Regions from separate parts of the Rattus norvegicus genome. Here region 1 is linked to region 2. A link is a contact called in public Hi-C data. All regions are on one chromosome and are shown on one strand. Each heading gives the region's core, a stretch centred on a gene start, on an enhancer-like site or on the middle of the called end of the contact. The rest is flanking DNA. Distances are from core to core; before and after follow the strand shown.

Region 1 (5,454 bases), core at 1,021-3,520, 280 kb after region 2:
CTCCCAGTCCCGCGCCCTGAAGCAGGTTCGAAGCCACCGGCCGGCTCTCCTCCGCAAGCCGAGGCCTCCCCTCGGGCAGGAAAGCAGGTAGATTCGCTGCCTAGAGACCCGGCGCCTCCCTTCCCAGGGCAGACTGAGCCCCAATAAGGACAAGCAGAGTGCGGAGGCGGCCCGGATCCGATCCGTGTCCCGGCGGCCTGCGGCGGACCCCGGATTCCGGCTTATCACCAGGCTCTTGTGCGGGGGTTCAGTGGGATTTCCCAGCTCCCCCACATCAGGGTCAGCTGGGTGGAAGTCACCCAGAGTCGCCTGGAGCAGAACTGGCCAGGACCCAGGGGATGGGGGCCTGGCTCTGCCTCTCGCCTGATCTGTCGCCGGAGGGTGAGAGGGAAAGTCCGGCCTTCCCCGGAGGAGGGCCGGGATCCAGGCAAGCTTAGAACGTCCTGATTCGGCCGGGAAAATCGCCTAGCAGCGGGCCGAGGTCTCTGGCCGCCGCTTTGGTGGCACCCGGGTTTCTGCAGGGCACATTTTGGCTTAGCTCGTGGTAGAAAGCTCTTACCTCGGTGCCCAAGAAAGCATTCCGGCACCTGCAGCACGAGTGTCGCTCGCGAAATTGTGAGTGCTTACTGTCCGCTCAGCGCACAGTGAGAGTGCGTTAGTTATGGCCAAGTGACCCTTGCAGAACAATGCATTCGCACTAGCTGTGTGTGAGGGAGAAGGCCCGGAGATGGACCTGCCGCAGGGAGGTACAAAGCTTCTCCCTGTGGGTAAATAACACAGTCCCCTCCTCAACCTCCTCCTTCGTACCTGGGTGCACAGCCTCTGAGGCCCTCCACCTCTGGGTCCCACAGCCCTAGGCAGAAGGAGAACGGGGTTTGTGAGCAGTGATGTGCAGGCCCTGGCCTACAGAGGCGCAGTCTATACACTGTTATCTTTTCTCTTTGGGTTTGAAGGGTCCGAGGCAGGGAAGGGTTGGTACTACACCAAAACCTGGCTCCCCGTCTGCCAGGCCCCCACCAGTGACTTTGTTCCCAGGAGGGAGTGGAAATATTGACCTGGAGTCCTTGCCCTGGGGCCACCTGGCATTGTGTAAACCAAGCCACCCTTCATCTTTGAATTCCTCTTCTCTGACCATCTTGTTCCAGTGAGGTGGAGCAGTGACGTGCTCAGGAGAAAGGGGACATATTTTCCTGGCACCCAGAACGGTGGCCTTTAGACTCCTGGGGTTTCTCACTATAAGGATGGGGAACACTGCAAGTAGGAACCAAGCCACACTTTCCAGGAGCCTCCTCTTCCGAGCTTCCTGTGAGCATCCAGTTGGGGGATAACCTAACAGCAGGTTTGGGCCTGACACTCCCACACAGACTACCAGAATGTTCTGACACTTGGTCTCAGGATGGGAGAAGAAAAGTCACTTTATTTCTGCCCGTGGCTCTGTGAGACCCACCACATGGGGGTAGAGGGGGTCTGTTCCAGTCTGTTACTATCTGGGGGAGAGACGGGGAGGGGAGTCCCCACCCCTTGACAGGCCCTCCCCACAGATTGACAGGAGCCTCGGTAAGGGCTGAAGTGTCAGCTCTTCTTGGATCAACTTCTGGAGACCCTGCTGAGGTAGCTTGGTCTGGCCTCTGCTGCCCTCTCCTGCCTGCTCTGGCTTCAGTGGCAGTTTGGGAATGACCCGCGTAACAGGCACAGTGTCTGGAGACACTCTGATCTGCACAGTCCCGCCCTCTCCACAGGAGACACCTTGGCCCGTCCTCAAAATGCCCCCTTAGGTGGCTCTTACTCTTCCTCCCCCAACCCCAGGCCTGAAAGCCAAACTCAGAGAGGACAGGGGCAAAATAAGAACACGAAGGCCTGGGACTCAGTCCCTGGGCTTTCAGACCCCAAAGCCTTGTTTTACTCAGTGACCCATGGTAGGCAGAGAGGGGGAGTGCTGAGGAGACTGGATCCAGCCCACCATTCCCACTGAGCCCAGAAGGGCCAAAGCTCCCGGAGGACTCCTGCTTCCCTCTCAGAGTTCCAAAGACCGCCATTCCTATTCTCCCCACAGCTCCCTTTCTTCCTTCCACTCCTCAGTACAGTGGAAATAAACAGCAGGCTAAAGTTGACACAGGACTGGGGAAGCTGGGCGGCAGTAGGGTGCAGCTGTCTGATTGTGTTTCTCAGATGTGGGCTCTCCTGAAGGATCTCTCCTTCTTTGCTGCAAGTGTGGGGGGTGGGGGCAGTACCAGTCGCTGGACTCTGAGCTACCTTGAAGAAATACTGCGGCTCACCGGATGAATCAGACTGTGGAGCTTCAGTGATGAGCTTGTATTTCCTCACTCCCTGCCCACTTCTCTCTCCGCTCCTCCCACCCCACCCCCACACTCTACGATGGGTTTTGTAGCCGGGGTCTCACTCTTAGGATGCCATCTACCCAGCTTTCTACTCCCACCTGTGAGATACTGTCTGGCGAGGAGGAATATGATCCAACAGATAAGGAGTGGCCGTGACTGTTCAATTCACCCACACTGAGTGCCCACAAGGACCACACTGAGCACCCGTGGGCACCTGCCATCAGACTCCTTCACAGAGGACAGGCGGGCACAGCCCTGCTGTTGCCAGCTGATGGACTCTGTCCGTAGTCCCCTGGGTGCTCATATAGAAACTTTTGAGGAGAACCTGGGAAGGAGGGATTATCAAGATGGGACAGGGCGGTGCTCTGCTGAGAGCAGGTGCGGGATCCTGCCGCTGTGAAGGGATGTCACTGGGCTTGGGTCACCCAAGAGACAATGGGGTAGAACCGCCTGAATATAGTTTAAAAAGTTAGCCCTTCTAAACTCAGCCATAATGCTGGCAGGGCCCTTTCAATGGGCCCTTTGCCTGGCCAGGGCAGAAAGCATGGCTGGCACCCAGCCCGCATTACACAGTTCTGGTGTTCAATGCCCTTGTGGTGAACAGCACTGGCCTGGGGAGGGACCGTGTGCTAAACCTCTCTGAGCATCTTATTAAAACTAGTGACATCACATCAGGGAGGCAGGGGCTCCATGTTCCCAGTCACAGCCATGTGGAAGAATGCCAGGTTCTTAGATGTCCCTGAAAAAGGACAACTTGTCTGTCTTTGGGAATGTGTTCTAGATAGGCACACGATGTCTCTGGGTTCCTATGGCAGGGGCCTGACAGGCCTGGGCTCTTACTGGACCCCTAGCACCACTCCAGTAGTGGAGCTGGGTCAAAGAAGTGGACCTGTGTGTGAAGGAAGGACCTATGCGGGACCTTCTGCTACACAGGAGGGCAGGGCATCAGGTAGGCAGGGGGCGGGGGAGGGAGCAACAGGTCACACTTTGTTGTAGTGTCAAAACAGGGAGAGAGCTCAAGGTTAGGGACCCTTTGAAAAGAAGAGGGAAACTCAGATACTGCGTGAGAAGCTCCCTGGGATTTTGTCCCTCGCTATCTCTCTCGATGAGACAGCGCCCCCTGCTGTCCGTTTCTCACAGTTCATGTTAGAACTACGGGAAATGCGTCTTCACCAGGTGCCCAGATGAGCGGACCCTATTCAAGGCCCCATGACCTTGGTTTAGGGGAGTTTGGGGGAGATGGATAATTTTGGTTGGAAGTTGAACTAATTGTTTTTCCTGGTCACACAAACAATAGGGCTTCAGAAAAGTGGAAGATTTCATCACTTTCCGCCCAATCCCAGGCAGCTTTGAGGCCCCTGGACACATACCTTGCGCAGGGAGACCCTGTGGCCCCTGGAGAAACAGAGAGCTGACGTGCTGGTTCAGGGCTCCCCGCCACTGGGCGGAGTTCCTTGCTGCGCCTCTTCCTTTGGCTTCCCTCCTGTGGTGCGCCTGGTGGGAGACCTGAGAAACACTGAATCTCAAAAGCGTTAACTGGAAGAGCTCGAGAACAGAGAGGGTGAGCCCAACCTAGGGTCAAACAGCTAGAACACACTGCAAACCCCACCCCCACCCTTCAGGCCGTGTGGGGCTCTGACTTGGAATTCTTCAACCACTAAATGCTCTCTGTGTTCTGACAAGCTGCTGCGGCTTCCAGTTGGCCTGGAGGCTGCTTGTGGCAGGTCAGTGTTCCCCCTGGGGACAGCCTTTTCCATTCAACAGGGCCAGGCTCCAGCACTTCGGCCAGTTCTGACCTGAGACCCTTCTCTGGAAAGCTGCTCCTTCTGGTGGGTTTGTCGGACCCGCAGGTGGGAGCCGTGCTAGACTTACCCACAGCTCAGCACCTCTAGGGCGGTGCTTATGGCTTCCAACCACCAAAGTATGAAGCATCCACACCACACAGACACATGTCAGCTCCCATTTCAACCTTCTGGATTTATGGTCCTGGAAAAGAAAGGACTCCATTCACGGAAGACAGCCCTGTCCCTGCGAGGGAGCAGAACGGCAGCTACTTGCTTAAATCTGCTTGTCTGAAGGTCTCTCTGGCGGTCCTTGGGTGACCCAGACTCTCTGGGCTTTGGTAGCATGGGAAGGATTGGGAAGGGCTCCAGGGTCTTCAGGACCTGCAGTGTGGCCACGGGAGCACCAAAGGGAAGCAGCCAAAGCCTAGAGATGAGAGGCTTGAGCTGAAGGATGCAGAACGGGCCCAGCACAGTGGGTGACCTTGACATCCATGTTTTCTCTGTTGTAGGAAGACCGAAGTCACTGCCCAGAGGAGGCTGGTTCTCTCCTGCCAAGTGGCCCTGACTTGCTCCTGCTCATTGGGGATAAAAAGCAACTCAGCTCAGCTTCTGGCACTCAGCTGCCAGAGGAATCTTCGGCTGCAATGACAATCGAGGTTACCTATACCTGGTGACTCGCCATTCTTCGGAGGAGATGCAGGTCTGTATGTGATGATTTACCTGTGCCTATCACTGTTTACGAGGACTGATTACCAAGGAAGCAATCATTTGCCCCCAAGTTTAGTGGCTTACAACTCTAAGTCATCTCACTCATGAGGCTAGATGGCTGCCTCAGTGGGATCAGCTCCTCAGGACTCCTCTGCCTGACCTGGGATCTCTTCCAAAATGGCACCTGTTCCAAGCAGTGCTGGCCACCTGGTCCTCTCCACAGGGCAGGTCAGCATCATCACTGCATGGGACTGGTCTCCAGATGACAAGTCAAACAGGGGTGATTTTAGCCAGATTTGGGAGGATGGCTCCTGGTGAGGAGGGCTGGAGCATTTCTTAGGAAGTTGCACTAAGCTCCAAAGGGCACTTTGAGTTCTTGGGAGAATAGGAGAGTGTACCTTTTTCCCAGTTGCAGGAAAAGGGACTTCAGAGTGTGAAGTCCAAGGGCAGCTCCTACTAAAGACTGGGTGTTCTCTACACCACAGCCCTTAAATGTAGGTCTAATTGCAGATCTGTTTTGTAGAAAGCCTTTGATAGTTTGGAAATTTGAAGCTGATGTGGAGGGAGCCAGAAACAGTCGGATCTCTGTGAGTTTGAAGCCAGCCTGGTCGGTAGGGTGAGTT
Region 2 (5,019 bases), core at 333-2,832:
AGTGCCTTCCTCTTCATCTGAGCCTCCTCTTCCGTTGCTATCCAGAGCCTCTGTCCCAGGCTCTGTCATCATCTAGCTGCTTGGAAACTCATCATGGCATCCATGTTGTCTGTAGCCCAGGTGGGCTGCCTGGGGACACCCTGAGGTATGATGTTAGCTCGTCCACCAACAGGCAGGGAGCCCCAACATTGGGCTCCTGCCTGCCTCGGTGTCCTGGCAGTGGGCGAGCCCTGCCTCATGCTTGGCTTTGTTTGGAGACAACAGGAGCAGACGGATTCACTCTCTGCAGCGCACTGTAGATATCACTGCTCCTGTTTACACCATCTCCTCCTGATGAAGGACATTTGTGTTCAGACCAAACTCTCTGGGAGCAAGGACTATGATGGGTCAAGAGCGAGTTCAAGTAACTTTGAAATTTTCATCTTGCCGACCTTGCGTTGGGGCTGTGGGTATGAGGTGGTAGGACTGGGGCTGAGCAGACCCCCCAGGAATGACCATAATCTTCCTCTCCCTCTCCGATTCTTCATTTCTCTTTACTTTAAAACAATGGTTTAGCTTATTTTTATCTGTAGTAGGAAAACCTCCAGGTTAATACAAAGGAAGGCAGAGAAGTCCGCTGCCTTGGCCGGCTCTGAGCACTTACCTGCCCCTTCTCTTCAACCCTAATGGTGCTACTCTTCTGTCCTTAGACTGGTGAGGGCAGAGTGAGCGGACACAGAGGAGGAGACAGTGGGTAAGGCCAGGCCAGGAGGGCACAGGGCACCCTGACTGCCAGTGACCTTCCGGAAGCCAAAACTCTCAGATCCAAGGACCCATCTGGAGTGTGTGTGCCAAGATTCCCACCAGAGACAGGCTGGGGTGGGTGGCCAGGGCAGGTGTTCAAGGCCGGGAGCAGCTTGTCTTTGCACATCTGAGCCTTGACTCTCGTGGGGGATTTCATTCACTTATTATTGGAGTTTTGAGACTGGCTCTCAGTTTGTAGCTCAGGCTGGCCTTGAACTCTACGCAACTCTCTGGCCTCATTCTCTAGAGAGCTGGCATCACACGTGTGCTTAACTATGGCTGGTTATAGAGGGAGGGAGCAGCCACCTCCTGGCCTCCGCACCCGGGACATAGCTGAGGGAGTGGGTGGGAGCGCCCACTTCTCTGTGGTGATGTTAGACACTGTGGCTGAGTGAAGCAGACTGGGGCGGGGGAGATGGCACACCAGCATACAGGGGTGTAAGCCCACTGTCGGTCTCTGCTGATGCCTGCACCCTGTGAGGTCCCTTCTGCTTCTGCTGGCTGGCAGCAGGCTCCAGAATCCTGGAAGCAAGCAAGGGGGAGGGGAGGTCTCCAACACTGCTCTCCCCGGAGAGCCTCCTCCAAGCCATCTTAATCCCCAGAGCCTTAGGGGCCTGCTGGTGAGGAGAAGGTTGCTCCCCTCCCCCATATAGAAGCCACATTCCTCAGGTCTCCTTCCTGCCCAGCTACAGTGCCTGCTTCTCAAGGGATGCCTGAGAACTGCTGGACATGTTTTCGGCCTTTCTGCTGCCATCCCATCCCCAAATGACAGCACATTTAGAGGTAACTATTGTTCATGCACCAAGCACAAACGCCTATGAATCACTGCTGGCGGTGTGGTTGTGGCTGCACCAGGAAGGCTGGGCTTTTCCACTTTAGGGAAAGTCCCTTGACCTCCCTGAGCCTCAGTGTTACCATCTGTAATATGGGCACAATGGTACTCAGAGGAGTGTGACCTTGGCAGCCTATGGCACCTCAGGCATCCTTTCTAATTCTCTAATGCTCAGGTGTTAGCCTTCCCCACCACCCTCCACCCCTTGTCTGAGATAAAGCCTTGCTTTTCAACAACACTGGGCTTTAAACTCATGGCAATCCTCCTGTCTCACTCTCTTAGCATGCTGAGATTACTAACAGGAGCCAACATGGCCAGCTACACCCCAGCTTTAAGCAAGGGATGAGACAGCATAGGCAAAGCCTCATTTACCAGCCAGGGGGGAAGCTGTGATGCTCCGCTCGCCCTCCTTGGGGTGCTGGGTGGCCGGAGCTCCCCCTACCTGTCAGGCAGAGGTACAGCAGACACCGGAGCATCCTATGGCTCCCCAGGCCCTGCTTTGCTCAGAAGCAGGAAGAGGGCTGTGCTCACTGGGACCTCAAGCTGCATAACCCACAGAGCCCTAACTCATGTGGTGTCTTCAGCATCTGCCGTTTCATCTGCTCTCAGCTGGAGGAAAACACTATGGTGTCTAATTTGCAGGTGGGAAACCCAGGTAAAGTAGAGAGGAACCAGGGACCTAATGGGCCCTGAGAGCAGAGCCTCCTGGGAAACAGGATGAGAATATCATCATCTCTGACGCAGGTGATCTTCCTGGTCAGGAGGCACCGACTTAGCCCTTGGCTCTTGGAGGCTTCAAGCTGATGTTTTTCTGGGTGACATCTTGGGAACTTGCCTGCTATTAAGACATGTCATTAGAAGCCTGATAGGTTGGTTATGCCTGCTGTCTCAGCACTCAGAGGGTGGAGGCAGGGGGATTGCTGCAAGTTCAAGGCTAGCCTAGGCTAAGTAGTAAGTTCTAGGTTACAGTGTGAAAGGCCACCTCACAGAAATAAGCGAGACAAAAACAAAACAACATTGTCTGGAAGTCTGGATTAGCTGGGGTTCTCTAGAAGAACAGAGTTGATAGAATGAACATACACACACATGCACACACACAGATGCACAGACAAAGGCACACACACACACAGAGAAGCACAGACACTATGTATATTTAGTCATTAGTCCACAAAGCTGGACATCTAACTTGATCTTCAGTAAACACCGGAATCCCAAAGAAGTAAGCTTTAATGCCCACAGAGGAATGGTCTTGCCAGCAGCATAGGGAGAAGCAGGCAAAAAGCAAACGTTTCCTTCTTCCCTGTCCTCTGTATAGACGTTCACCAGAAGGTATGGCCCACATCAAAGGTGGGTCTTCCTGCCTCAAAATATCTGGATTAAGAGTGGGCCTTCCCACATTAAATGACTTAGTTAAGAAACATCCCTCACAGGTGCGCCCAGCCACTTGGGTTTTAGTTCCTTCCAGATGTAGTCAGGTTGACAAGCAAGAGCAGCCACCACAGCATCCTTGTGCTCCTCTGAAGCTGCACACCTCTTGGTTCCTGGTTGCCCAAAGGTTGGTGTCTCATACAGAAATTTCATAAGAGGGGCTGAGGCAGCCTGAGTTCAAAGCCCCTCTCTGGAGAAGCTCCTGGGGTTGGGGAAAGCGGGGCAGAGGGAAATGAAGGTTAGGTTTTTAGAAACAATTGTCAGAGATAGGTCTGGCTAGTGTGTGTATGTGTGTGTGTGTGTGTGTGTGTGTGTGTGTGTGTGTGTGTGTGTGAGAGAGAGAGAGAGAGAGAGAGAGAGAGAGAGAGAGAGATGGGGTGATAGGGATGGGGAGGGAGGGGGATGGGAGAGGGATGGGGAAGGGGGAAGGGGAGAGAGAGAGAGAGAAGCAGCAGCTAATGCAGAGGACATGGAGGGCACCACTTACTGACTTGCTCCCCATGGCTTGCTTAGCCTGCTTCTTTATAGGACCGGGCCCTCCCCTATCAATCGTGAATTAAGAAAATGCCTTACAGGCTTACCTACAGCCTAATCTTATTTTCTTAACTGAGGCTCCTTCCTTTCAGATGAATGTCGCTTGTGTCAGGTTGACATAAAATGAGCCAGCACAGCCTACCAGGTAAGCACTCCTCAACCGAGCTTCGTCCTCGGTTCTGTTTTTACTCTGTAGCCCAGGTTGGCCTAGAACTCACTCTATGGCCCAGGTCACCTCCAGTTGAGTGGCAGGTGTGAGAGGACTTCATCATCAGGCTTGGCTTGCAAGGCCTTCTAAAAAGCCCAAGCTCACAGTCAGGATAATGTCTGAGGGTCACACAGAGGGTCTCAGGTGGGGCAAGAAGCCAGGTCCTTTCACAGCAGAGGGAAGGGTGAGCCTGCCCCTCTCTGGCTCCTGGCAGCTGTACCCAGCCCTATCCTTCCGTCCGAGTCCACCCCTCCTGCCCTATTGTCTTCTGCCTCCCTGGCTCTCAGCGACCTTCCCCAGCCACCATGTTCTGGAAAAAATATTCTCACATTTTTCTTCCAACACAGGCTCAAACATAAACAGCCCCGGATGGTGGGCATCCGGACTCCGGGTCCCATCGGCTCTATCCGGCATCGTCATTTCCCCAGAGAGGGTGGAGGGTGAGTGGTGAGGCTCAAGCCAGGCATTCACATGTCTGAGGGGTGGCAAGGACAAATGGGCGTCTCTGGAACCGAGATGGGATGGCCCATGTTTATCCTGCTGGCCATATGACCCTTCGTTCTTACTTCATAACTTGGGCCTCTGTCTCACTTCAGGGGAAGTTTGCAGCTCACAGGTAAAGTGCTGACTGAACTACCAGAACCACTATCCCTGTCTGCCATCGGGGCAGATAAACCATTGGTCATTGGGCAGGTTTTCTCAGGCTTGGGGAAGCCCATGTCTTTGCACACTTGAAGCAGAGCCCGATGGGTACCGGTCAGTAGGTATCTTCCAAAAGAGTCCCCCATTGGTGGTGCGTTGGCCCCTTGGAGTTTAAGGGGACTTGATAGGGACTAACAGCTTTAGTTGCAGACTAGTGTCTGTTGTGTGATTTGGAACAGTGTCCCTGGACCTAGGCTTGCTGCATTCCAAGTTTTAAAAGTTGGCTTGCTCAGCAAGGTACAATGGCATATGGCCTGGAGCTAGCAGCTCAGTCAGTGGCTAATGTAGGAGGGTTTCAGGGCCTTAGGTCCTCAGGGATAGTCTAGACAAGAGAGGGAACCATCTCAAAGGCACAATGAAACGAAAAGTTGCAGACTCAGGAAGTGATGCATTTGTGTGTGCTTGTGTGTGCGTACAGAAGTACATAATATATATGTCTATGTGCCTATATGTGCGTGCATAAATACATACAAGTATATGTCTATGTGCCTATGCATGTATGTGCATATATACATACATACAGGTATATGTT

What was found. Hi-C and Micro-C count contacts between places; a contact is called where the count stands out from the background.
Region 1: a Hi-C map of the A7r5 cell line shows a contact between it and region 2, with 7 times the contacts expected there. The contact joins two enhancer-like sites. A contact is called at or near these places in 12 of 12 Hi-C or Micro-C datasets (the A7r5 cell line, the Rat2 cell line, Schwann cells and 7 more) and 1 of 1 datasets of contacts at active chromatin or transcription factors (oligodendrocytes).

Annotation. Positions count from the first base shown.
Region 1 is chr19:66,067,436-66,072,889 of GRCr8, forward strand. No RefSeq gene overlaps it. Among named protein-coding and RNA genes, the nearest start is that of Foxf1, 7.5 kb to the left of the region's middle. Within about 2 kb of position 2,271, at least 1 of the 93 cell types and tissues checked has an H3K27ac peak or open chromatin away from gene starts, as enhancers often do. A contact at or near this core is called in the A7r5 cell line, where this site is marked.
Region 2 is chr19:65,789,664-65,794,682 of GRCr8, forward strand. No RefSeq gene overlaps it. Among named protein-coding and RNA genes, the nearest start is that of Irf8, 93 kb to the left of the region's middle. Within about 2 kb of position 1,583, at least 1 of the 93 cell types and tissues checked has an H3K27ac peak or open chromatin away from gene starts, as enhancers often do. A contact at or near this core is called in the A7r5 cell line, where this site is marked.